Linked DNA regions of Mus musculus: region 2 is linked to region 1. The links are chromatin contacts, called in public promoter capture Hi-C maps. All regions are on one chromosome and are shown on one strand. Each heading gives the region's core, a stretch centred on a gene start, on an enhancer-like site or on the middle of the called end of the contact. The rest is flanking DNA. Distances are from core to core; before and after follow the strand shown. Region 1 holds the start of Jph4 (junctophilin 4). Region 2 has its middle 52 kb from the start of Gm52145.

What was found. Promoter capture Hi-C pulls out the DNA fragments that hold promoters and counts their contacts.
Region 2: a promoter capture Hi-C map of hippocampal neurons shows a contact between it and region 1, with 3 times the contacts expected there. The contact joins the enhancer-like site here to the promoter of Jph4 in region 1. A contact is called at or near these places in 10 of 39 promoter capture datasets (the 3T3-L1 cell line, 3T3-L1-derived adipocytes, the C10 cell line and 6 more), 3 of 484 Hi-C or Micro-C datasets (hematopoietic stem and progenitor cells, liver and myeloid progenitors), 1 of 115 datasets of contacts at active chromatin or transcription factors (embryonic stem cells) and 1 of 9 other capture datasets (embryonic stem cells).

Annotation. Positions count from the first base shown.
Region 1 is chr14:55,113,933-55,119,654 of GRCm38.p6, reverse strand. Jph4 (junctophilin 4) reads left to right here and starts at 2,720. Exons shown (of 6, transcript NM_177049.5): 1 at 2,720-3,664; 2 at 4,210-4,759; 3 at 5,477-5,722. The coding sequence starts at 4,381.
Region 2 is chr14:55,384,033-55,389,754 of GRCm38.p6, reverse strand. No RefSeq gene overlaps it. Among named protein-coding and RNA genes, the nearest start is that of Gm52145, 52 kb to the left of the region's middle. Within about 2 kb of position 2,219, at least 33 of the 459 cell types and tissues checked have an H3K27ac peak or open chromatin away from gene starts, as enhancers often do. A contact at or near this core is called in hippocampal neurons, where this site is marked.

The sequences.
Region 1 (5,722 bases), core at 1,471-3,970:
GGATGGGTCTATAAGGCTTTTTCCAGAGACTGAAGAGGGAAAGCCCGCTTTGAGTGTGGGTGGCACCACAGCCACAGGCTTGCCTCTTAGCATGACTCTAAAGGAGGAGGCAACCTGAGAACTTCTGTTTCCTCTGCTCCCCAGCTAATCCCAGAGAGTGGTTATCAGCCTCCATGCCTTTCCCACCATGATGGATTTGACCCTCAGACTGTGAGGCAGGGGAGACCCTTCTTCCACTAAGTTCCTTGTGTTGGGTACTTTATCTTAGCAATGAGAAACACACTTACTAAGTTGGGAATCTGACATACGTGGAGTTCTAAGGGCTGTTACACATTAGCATGTTAAGTAACTTCTAGATCCAGATTATAAAACTGAAATAATACCAAGTTAGTTTTGAAGCCACCATTTGTTGGGCATTTACAATGCACTGGGAGAGCACCATACTAAATGGTTTTTTCTCTGTATATTATCGTTTGTACTGTTCATATAGTCACTTCAGCCCTTGCTGCGCTGTAATATCCCCATTGTAGAGACAGGCCAGCTACAGCTCAGACACATCAGGTAATGTGCTCTGCTTTGTCAGTTTAGGAAGGCCAGTGTTGGCTCCCGGCCTAGACTGCTCAGTTACAGTTGGTGTGGGGACCGATGAGCTAATGCAGACAGAGTGCCAAGCACAGAACCTAGCTCCAGCTAACACCAGTTCCTCTCTCCATGACACTTTTACATTTGTAAATTGTGACAAAACAAACCAGTTCAGTCTCAAAAAGAAAAAGAGAAAAAAAGAAAGAAAGAAGGAAAGAAAGAAAGAAAGAAAGAAAGAAAGAAAGAAAGAAAGAGAGAGAGAAAGAAAGAAAACAATAAAAATAACAAGTGTCCCTATTCTGAAAGAGATGACTGTAGCAACCATTAGGGACAGGCCAAAAGGCTAGCTCCCTCAGAGAAATGGGGGAGGAGCACAGCCAGGGCTGTGTGTCCCATATATTACAAGACTTTCTCAGGACTTCACCAGTAAAGATGTAGATGTCTAATGAGAAATGAATGAATGAATATATGAACCAACTATCCTGTATTAAGTGGACCCCAAATGGACTCTGGGATTTTTGTTGGTGATGGTTGGTTTTGGTACTGGAGATTGAACTGGGGGCCTTGCACATCCTAGGCACATGCTCTCCTACTAAGCTACACATCCCCAGTACCTGATGGCTACCCTGCTTTGTTCTCAAAAGTGCTTTAAATATGTGGTTCCCTGCTGAGTATGATGTTAAGGTGGCTGTGCCTGTAATCCCAGCACTCGGGGAGGATGAAGGAGGAGCCTGGGGAACATAATGAGACCCTGTTTTAAAAAAAAAAAAAAAAAAAAGAGTAGTCTCTGCCCTGGAGAAACTTCTAGAAAAACACAATGTGATTTAGGGATATAGCTCAGCAGACACACAAGCCTACAGCCTGAGCTCAATCCATGGATCCTAGGTGAGAAGCCAGATGCAGTGGCCCACATCTAAGCCTAGCACTCCTAAGGAAAGATGGGAGTCCACAAGAGGATCAGGCCAACTAGCCTGGAGTACATTACACAGAGGAGACAAGAGCTATCTCAACAAGACAGAAGACAAGGACTTCCTCTGATATCTCTCTCTCTCTCTCTCTCTCTCTCTCTCTCTCTCTCTCTCTCTGACACATGCACACACCACCACCCCACTAATATATACATAGTGTGTAGTATGCACACACATGTGCCTGTGTGTGTGTGTACAAGAGAAATCCCTGTTTATTTCGATCTTCATACTCTTTATTTTACCAAAGTACCCAATGTAACCCTGACTTTAGGGGATGCTCCCAAGCACAGACATCTGGAAGAACTGAAGGGCTCGAAAGACACCAAGCTGCCAGCTAGAGCCCAGTGATAGAGCACGCGCTTTATCCCAAGAACCAGAATTCCGTTCCCAACACCAACAAAAATAAAAGTCTGCGTTTAGTGTTCTACTTCTAGCTTTGCCAACTTTGCCAGTGTGCCCCTTGGTGAATGACTTCCCCCTCGGGGCTCTGGATCTCTTTAAATCAGGTGTGGGGATGAGGGGTGGGCAGCGGGGACTAGGTCCTATGGGGAAAGAAAGGCAATTGAGCACACTGGTGCCTCCTTCCCTGTAAACACGCAGGGGCAGGCCAGAGGAAGCTGAGAAGGGAGGGAATGCAGTACGTGAATACCTGTGTGGTCTACTTGTGCTGTCAATCTGGAGAGTGGACTCGAAGAGGTCGATGATGGGCTTAAGGGGCCACAGCAAAAGCCTGCTCAAGCAAACTTGTGTAATTTGCTGTGTTGTGAAAGAGAAGACTCCAGAGCCCTAAGATCTTGGTGGCCTCCTCAAATTTGAGCCCCCTTAATGAACATACCAACACTCCCTTCAGAGGGCCCATCCTAGACAAACTGTTGGTGTCCGCGGAATATTGTGTGCATTAGCTTAGTGGGGCCTCCAGACAGGGCCCCATCTCAAGCTACCTCTAAAACTGTGACAGGGTGGGCGCTGTCTGGTGGAGGAGTTTGAGCTGAATGGGCAGAGGTATCCACGTTCAAATGCCTCCTGGCTTCCGGCCAAGCAGCTGGCAGGTTCATCCCTCTCCCCAGGGTCCTCATAAACACCACTTCCGGACCTCCTGTCTCCATGTGGGCTCTTCCTGCCGGGATTTCTATTCTCATGCCTGCCCTTTCTCTGCAGAGCTTTCTCCCGCTCGTCGCGAGCCTTATTTCGCTCTCTTCTTCTCCCTATGTGATTCTGCTCCCCTCCTTCCCTCCACCCTTGACTTCTCTCCCTAGCTATCTCTCAAGAGTCCTGGAATGGGTCTCCCTCGCCATCTCCCATGCCGGCTATATCTCCCCCTGCCATAGCTCTCACCCCTGCACCTCATTCTTTGTATTCCTCTCGCACTCCCGGTCTCCCCAGCATCTCTCCTCCCCCGCCTGGCTCTGGCCTCCCCCTGCCTCCCCATCTTAAGACTCCTCCCCCTAGCTCCTCTCCCCTCCCCTCCCTCCACCTCACTCCACTCCCTGCCTGCATGCCACGGTTTCTTTCCACCGTGGGGGTCTCTGAGCCTTCCATTCTCCTCTCCGCCTGCCTTCTCCCTCACCTCAGGGGTAGCGAACCCCCTTTTTTTCTGCCTGAGCATCCTCGCACCACCCCCACTGCCACTGACTCTCTCCCCACCCTCTCCTCTCCGCTTCTCTCTGCCCCTTTAAATCTGCCTGGCCCAGCCTCCCCCTTGATGCTGGGTTTGGAGCAAACATTGATTTGTGCTGGGATGGAATTGGAATTTTGATTTTTTTTTTCCTCTCCCAACCATAAGAAGAAAAAAATAAAAACACCCCTTCTTGATAGCCCCCTCCCCTTTCCCATCCAGCCCCCAGCTCCTCTTCGCTGTCTCCGTTCAAGACAGATTTTTTTCCCCCTACACTTATTCTCATCCCCTCCACCCTGCCACTACCTCACCCCCCACACTAGCCTGCACCTTCAGCCGAGGAAAAGGGACTCTCCCATAGCTCCCCCACCTTCCTTCTCTGGGTTGTAGCAGTCTCTCCGGAAGGGAAGGGGGCTTGGCTTGTCCTGGTGAGGTGTGAGTGGAGGGACCCTGCCATGGAAACTGCGCCTGGGAGGCAGCCTGAGCCCCAGCACACATGGTGAGTAACCTGTCCCCTCCCTTTCGCCAGTCTGCCCATCCCTACCCTCATCCCCCACCCCACCCCCAACATCCCCATTCTACCATCGGCCCACCTGGGGCCGGCTTTCTAGCTAGCTACATTTTTACCCCCTTGCCTCCCCCGCACCCGGGTTTGCTAGCGGAGCCAAAGAATCCAGGCAGAGGGGTCCAAATCGCCAGGAAAGCAGGTGTCGGAAGACCCTGCCCTGGCCCCTCCCAGGTCCCCCACCTCCAACTGCCATCCACGCTCCACACTCTGGGGTTCTGGGTTGGAAAAGTAGGACTCGGGATCAGCGCTGGGACCCCAAGTCCCGGGAGGCGCCCTCTACAAGTTGGGAGGGATGGGAAAGCCCCCTTGCCCTCACCGCTTGGGAGCTGCTAAAAGATGCTGCCTAGGGGGGATGGGAGGAGGGCTGGAGGGCGGTGCTGATGCCCTAAAGCTACCGGCAGGGGAGCGGCTGGCAAAGAAGGGGACCTCGCTTTCCACTTGCCTCGCTCTCCACTTGCACCCCTCTTTCTCCGCAGCCACTCAGGATGAGGGTCCGGCCCTGCCTGCCCGCGCTGGGGCCCCTCCGCCCAGCCCCGGTCTAACTGCCCCCGCCCCCAAGCCTCGCCCGGCCCCCAGGCCCCCAGCCGGCTCTCCAGCCCCATGATGCGCTGAGCTGCCGGGGGGCTGAGGCCGCGCCAACTACATGCATGTCCCCCGGGGGCAAGTTCGACTTTGACGACGGGGGCTGCTACGTGGGGGGCTGGGAGGCGGGGCGGGCACATGGCTACGGCGTGTGCACCGGGCCCGGCGCCCAGGGAGAGTACAGCGGCTGCTGGGCTCACGGCTTCGAGTCGCTGGGTGTCTTCACGGGGCCCGGCGGACACAGTTACCAGGGCCACTGGCAGCAGGGCAAGCGCGAAGGGCTGGGCGTGGAGCGCAAGAGCCGCTGGACCTACCGCGGCGAGTGGCTGGGCGGGCTGAAGGGGCGCAGCGGCGTATGGGAGAGCGTGTCCGGCCTGCGCTACGCCGGGCTCTGGAAGGACGGCTTCCAGGACGGCTACGGCACCGAGACCTACTCGGATGGAGGTGCGGGGCCCGGCCCACTACTGTCTGCCCGTCCGCGTGCGCCTCCCGTCGGCCTGGGGCGCGTGTGCTTCCCCAGCCTTCCGCCTTCCACGCCCTGCTATTCCCATCCTCCATCCTCCTTCCCCAGCCATATGCGTGCGGTGCGCCAGCCTTCTGTTTCCAGTATTGCCGTCCGTCCCTCACACCATCCCCCAGCTCAGGACCCCAACCTCCATCTTCCTGCCTCTCCCACCACCACAACCACCACCACCATACTCATAACAAACTCATTTGACAGTTTTTCTTCCTGCTTCTCTCTCATTCCAACCTGCCTGCCCTTTCCACCTGCCTGACCCCTCGCCACTTAACCTGTAATCTTCAAGTCAGCTTGTAGCCTGCTGTCCTGCTTGCCTGTCACGTGCCTTTTTTACACACTGCCACCTGTCAGCTTGAGCATCACGGTCTCTGAGCCACCTGTCCTTCATATACTCCAGCCTGCCCGTTTCTCTGCCTTTCCCCAGTCCACTGACATTGCCAAAATCCACGTGTTTATGCTACTCTAGTTGTTTTCATCTGCTCTTCCACACCTTCCAACGAAGCCTGGCCTGTTCTTTCCCAGACCTCCGCACTCCCTGCTTCCACCTGTCACTTGAGCTTCCAAGGGCTTTGGGGCTACGAATTAGTGGGTTTGGGAGCCCACTGAAATGTTCTGACTCTTTCACTCCTATACACCCACAGGCACTTACCAAGGCCAGTGGCAAGCCGGGAAACGCCACGGCTACGGGGTGCGCCAAAGTGTACCCTACCACCAGGCGGCGCTTCTGCGCTCACCCCGCCGCACCTCCCTGGACTCCGGCCACAGCGACCCCCCGACGCCGCCTCCACCCCTACCCCTACCAGGAGATGAAGGAGGCAGCCCAGCCTCCGGCTCCCGAGGCGGCTTCGTGCTGGCGGGGCCAGGGGACGCCGACGGGGCGTCTTCCC
Region 2 (5,722 bases), core at 970-3,469, 270 kb before region 1:
GCAATGACCCAAGCTGAGCAGGTGTCTGTGGAATAGGACGGCAAGTATGGGGATGTGCCAAGGAGTGGCACAGCGAGGTCAGATGGTAGATTTAGTTTTAGCTCTTTGAGGATTCTCGAGTTTGCATTCCCACCAATGGCTGATGAAGGTTCTGTCTTTCCCACAACCTCACCAGCATTTGCTGTTAGTTGTTTTCTTGGTCTCAGCCACTCTGGCTGGGATGAAATAAAATCTTGAAGTTGTTCTAGTTTACATTTCCATAGTTGTTAAGGATGATGAACGCTCTTGAGGTATTACTAGCTCCAAATCCTTAGATATGCTGTGAAGTAAACACAGACACCAGCAAAATATAAAGGAACCAAACGTGTGTGTGTGTGTGTGTGTGTGTGTGTGTGTGTCGGGGGGGGGGGGCTTGAGAAGGATATAAGTGAGAGGAGAGGGAAATGAATGGAGAGGGAACTCCAACGGGGAGGAGTGGGGGAACTCGGAGGAAGGGAGGTCAATACAAAAGGAGAAAGAGGGATGGACACATAGGTCTTCTGCCATAAAGCCTAAAGGAGTCATATTACTTTATATTTACCTAAAATTATACACACTATGTATGTTTAAGATATATATCTTAAATAATTAGTTAAGTGTATTTGTATTTAACAATAATAATAATTAAAGAAGACTATCAATTTGAAAGTGGGGGGCCATGGGAGGGGTTGAGGGAGGGTTTCTGGAAGAGGCTGGACAGACGAAAGAGAAGCGGGATAGTGATGTAATTCTCTTTAACTACAATGTACTAAAACCCCAATTTGACTAAAGGTTCTAGACCAGTGGTTTTTCTTTCTTCCTTTTATGTGTGTGTGTGTGTGTGTGTATTCGTGTGCATATGTGCATGTGCACTTGAATGTGTGTGTTCAGGTGTTCATGCGATGTGTATAGATCAGGGGACAAGCTTGGTTACAGTCCCTCAGGTGTTGCGCACTGTCTTTGAGAAGGGATCTCTCACTGATCTGGGTTCTTCTTCCCAGGTCAGGCTGGGCAGCCAGGGCCTTCAGTGGTGACATGTCTGGCTCTCTGGTGTGGGTTCTGTGGAGCAAGCTCAGGTCCTCAAGCCTTGTGAGGGAAATGTGTTATTAACCCTGAGCTCTTTTTCTTCCTAGTCCCGGCTTGGCGGCTTTATATCTTCACGGTGTCTACTGATGTAGTAAGAGTTAGACTACATAAAATTCATCCCACCCCAAGTTACTTTTTACCTGCTCATTATTATTGCGTTTTGGATTGGTTTGTTTGTTTCTACCTCTCTGTCTATTAGTTTAAAAACTTATTTTCTCCTCTCTGAACACTTTTGGAGCTGTTAGCCCAGAAAGTAAAATGGAGCTGTTTAATTGAGATCTAATATTCTTGCCCTGTCTAAACAGCTTAAGAATCTCTTAACAGCATAACGCCGTTTCTATCTTTCTGATGTGAAAATTATTGTGGTACGTTTTTATTTCTTTGAAACTTCTAAACATCTTTGTTTTGGGTAATAGACAGTTTGCTTCATTCATGTTACAATTTCCTTATCTTTCCATCCTTTTTTGCCTCATGTTTCACGGACTGGCTGCCTGCTTCCTCGGCACTGTGAGACATATACTTTAGAACGCCAGTTAGTGACTGACTCCTGCTCAGCCCCAGAGTGCTGGAACTCTACCCTAGTTTTCGGAAGATGTGTTTGTCAAGTATAGAATTTCAGGCTATGAGGACCTTTTCTCCAGCATACAGGAAGCTCCATTTAAATCAGGTCATGAAGAAGGATAATTAGGATTTTAGCAAGTAGATAAGAATGAATGGAAACAATTTAAATGGATTTCATAAAAACCTGCCTTCTTTAAAAGATTGAGGCAATTTTGCTTGCTTAGATCCCAGAATAATAGTAATAAATTTAATATTTTTTATAAATGATAAACTGAGTTTGGTTATTAAGTTATATTTGCACTACCTATGTGATAAACTAGATTGCAGGTTACTTTATTTTCAAATGATATTTATTATTTATTATACTAAATATATATCGATTTTTTTTAACTTCTGGTAGCTGACATGTTTCATCACATGTCACAAGGCTGCTAATCAGCTGAGCTCTTGCTAGACAAGAAAAGGGCGAGCTGAGGAATGTAAGTGGCAGAGGCCCAGCAGTGCTGAGCTTGGATCTAAAGGCAGGCCTCTGACTCAGAGGCCGTGCTCTCCTCTCATTAGCCGTTTACTGCTGGTTCCATGAAGCTAGGTTCTGCAGAGGTGCCCAGGTCAGGTACCAGGAAACGGAAAAAACCCACATTTCAGCCTGGGCATCGTCTGCTTTTGTCTGTTTGTTTTGGATTCATACAATGATGGAAAGGATCATGCTGCTAAAAAAAAAAAAAAAAAAAACCCAAACCCCTAATACCATCACGGCATTGACTTGTGCCCTATGAATTACTCTCTGGTCATTTTTAACCTACAAAAGTGGCATTTCTGAAAACATGGTTTAATCTAATCCCACACCTTGCCTGTGTTAGAACTGGAAGGGAACTTCATAGTCATAATCAGTCAGAAGCGCTGGTCGTATTTCACAGGTGACCACTTTAGTCTAGAGAAGAAACACAGCCCCAGCCTGGGTGCTCACCCTCCTGCACCAGGCGCTCAGCCTGTGCTCTGGAGACTCACACCAGTGTGGGAGGAGCGGGGGAAGTAGTGCAGTCAGAGGATTTCTGTTCTCCCTGGAGATTTTCTGCAAGCTGAGAATGCACTCTGCCACCAAGTTACGTGACCAGCCCCGGAACAAGCATCTTAAAGCAATGTCTGCAAAGCGCTTGGCCCAGAAACAACCTCTGCTGGCCACTCTGAGTTATAGAGGGAAGCTGGCTCTATAGATTGTGCTGACTGGGAAGACTGCTGATGCTGGTCTTCAGAGGAGGAACTGTTATGCAAGGGAAGAGACCCGGAGATTTTTAAAGGAGAATGAGACTGGATCAGGTTGGCAGACTAGAAGGCTAAGACAGCGTTAGGAGGGGGGAGCCTGAGATTCTCGACTAGCTGACATAGGAAAGCTGATATGTGTGTGTGTGTGTGTATCATGGGGAGAAAGAAAATGTATATTATGTAATTAATATGAAATATAAATAATTATGGGAGGGTAGATGGGAGAGAGAGAAGAAGAGGGAATGTGTGTATTTGGGAGCAAGGAGTTGAGATAGGATCTAAAGCAGAACTCACTATGTAGCTGAGGTTGACCTTGAACTCCCGTCTACCACCACACTCAGCAGACAACGGGAAACATTTAATGATGGGGTCGGTCTGCAATGCAGTAAGTAAGAGCTCTTGGGAGTACAACCACACGGTTCCTGCCCAAAACAAACGCCGAACTCCTGGAGAATACAGTTCTGGAAGCATCTCAGGTCACTGAAATCAGTGGGACATCAAATCAGAGAAAGTCGGTGTAGGGCTCCCTCACAGGTGAGGTGGGGCAGGTCAGGCTGGCCTCTGCCCCAGCCTGTGCGGAGAGGCTGAGAGGCAGATGACAGAAATGCCACTGGGTACCTCAGGTTCATCAGTCCTCATGACCCAAGTTACTGCACGCTAAAAGAAATCACTTTCATTTCTTAATTCCAGGTCAACTGTGAGAACTCCTGCCTTTCTTTCTCAAGATTCTCCCCCAGCCCTATTCTTCTTCCAGAAGATTCTCTGACAAATTCCCTGGCCATTGCATTCTCTGGGCACAATAATGGGTCAGGTTCTTTGATTTCTTTACGTGACCCCGAAGTGTGAAAGACAAACTCTTACTGTCCTTGTGTTATTGACACTCCTACTTCCTTGCTCGCTGTTTGATACCAAGTAGCTCCTCCCTTGTGCCCTTCCCCACCCTCAACCCCTGTTTTCCATATGGGGCCGAAGCTGATTCAGTAACAGGGCTGGAGCCTTCACATTCATCTGAAATCAGAGCAAATAAGGGCCAGGGGAGAAGAGATATGATCATGCAGTGCTCTCTCACATTAGGAAACAAGCAAGTTGGAATGGGTACATGATACTTCTGCCAAGGGAAGTTTATTGAGGCATTTGTGGGGTAAGGGGGACATCTTGAAGGTTCAGTACAAAAGGGATCACTTGGTGACTCTGGGATTGAAGGTCTGAGTCTGGGATACCTTTCCTTGTCTCTAAAGGTTCTAGCTCCATCTGGACCAAAGCAGAATCTATCAGGGGATCCAGGAAGGCTGGGTTTCAGGATGATAGCCCACAGGTGCCAGTGACGTGGAATAGGCATCCTTGAGCAAGTAAGGACCTTCACTTCTTTAGATGACATCGGGGAGTCTGAACGCCTGGCCTTGCCCCATGTCAATGAGCTTATGACAGGAAGTGGATGTGTGGCGCTGAGGAGTACAGGGGGGCTCAAGCTTAGGTGGGGAGAGGGTTATCCAAACATTGAGGATGAAATTCTACCAGCCTCTTGTTGGTTCCTCAGATCTCACCTCGCCCCAGATCTGTTCACTGCTCCCTAAAGTGCTTCCTATCAAGGGATTAACTCCTGCAATACACACCAGGAAATCCACACCCACACAGTGTCCCGGGGCCTGTGGGTGAGGAGGAGACATGGAAGGAAGGGAAGTTTTTGTTGTAGTGGCACAGCAAGCTTATTGGTCTGGGAATATACCTGGGCCCAGTCCTAGAGAAGAACAATGCTAAGCAAGGTTGGAGGACAATGGGTTCTCTTTTCAGGAGCTCACACACACACACACACACACACACACACACACACACACACACACACACGGCTGACAAAGCTGGGGTTTCAGCTCTTCTTGCCTTTTATGTCCTCCGACTCCAGGCACTCTGGGCTGCCATTTTCCCAACTCATCTCTCATCTAAACCTTTCCTGAAATATACTGGTCACCTCTCCATTTTTTCCTGAACACTCTATCTCTGACTGAGAACCAGAACTTCTTCCTGTACAACATCTCTGTCTCTGATCAGATCTTGCCCCAGAATCTTCCAGGAGGGTCTGGCGGATATTCTACAAATGGCTGGAAGTACCTTTCTATGCTTCCAAAGTGTTCCCCATCTCCCTCATACCCGGAATGTGTCTAATTTCTGCTCAGTTCTGCTCAGGGGTAATCACCAAGTGACACAAATGGCCAGGCCATCAGCGGAGCCTATAACTGGTTATTCTGACGTGGGTCACCAAAGCAGAATTCCTGTGTTTTACCTCCTCTGCCCTTCACTGTGGCCACCGGCTCCTCCCAATCTTCCGCTTTCCCTACAGGACACACAGTGCCTGACACACAGAGTCCTTTCTCCTTCAGCAGAACCACTGCACTGTCCACATTCTGCTGCTTCCAGCTGCTGATGTCCATGTGGGTCCCATCCTCAGCCAGACTTGGGGCGACAGCAAAGCCAGTCCTACGGGTAAGGATGAAGAGGGTGTGACAACTCAGACTTGGGTTGACCTCTTTCTTCCTTGCTATAGTTTTTGCCCTGAGGTATCAAATTAATTCTCTCTACTAATTCAGAACAGCTAGTTTTATGCCCTACTTCTGGATGGCTAAGAAGGTCAGAGTGGGAAAGAGAGGATGCACAAGTCCTGGCTGTATTGGACCTCTTGTGTCCCTCATCAGATCTCGGTCTCATCTTCTATATAACTGACTGTCCACATCCAGTCTCTCAAGGGCAGGTGCTGCTGTAGAGCTCCTTGACTCGGGGACCTGAGTATTACTGAGTGTCC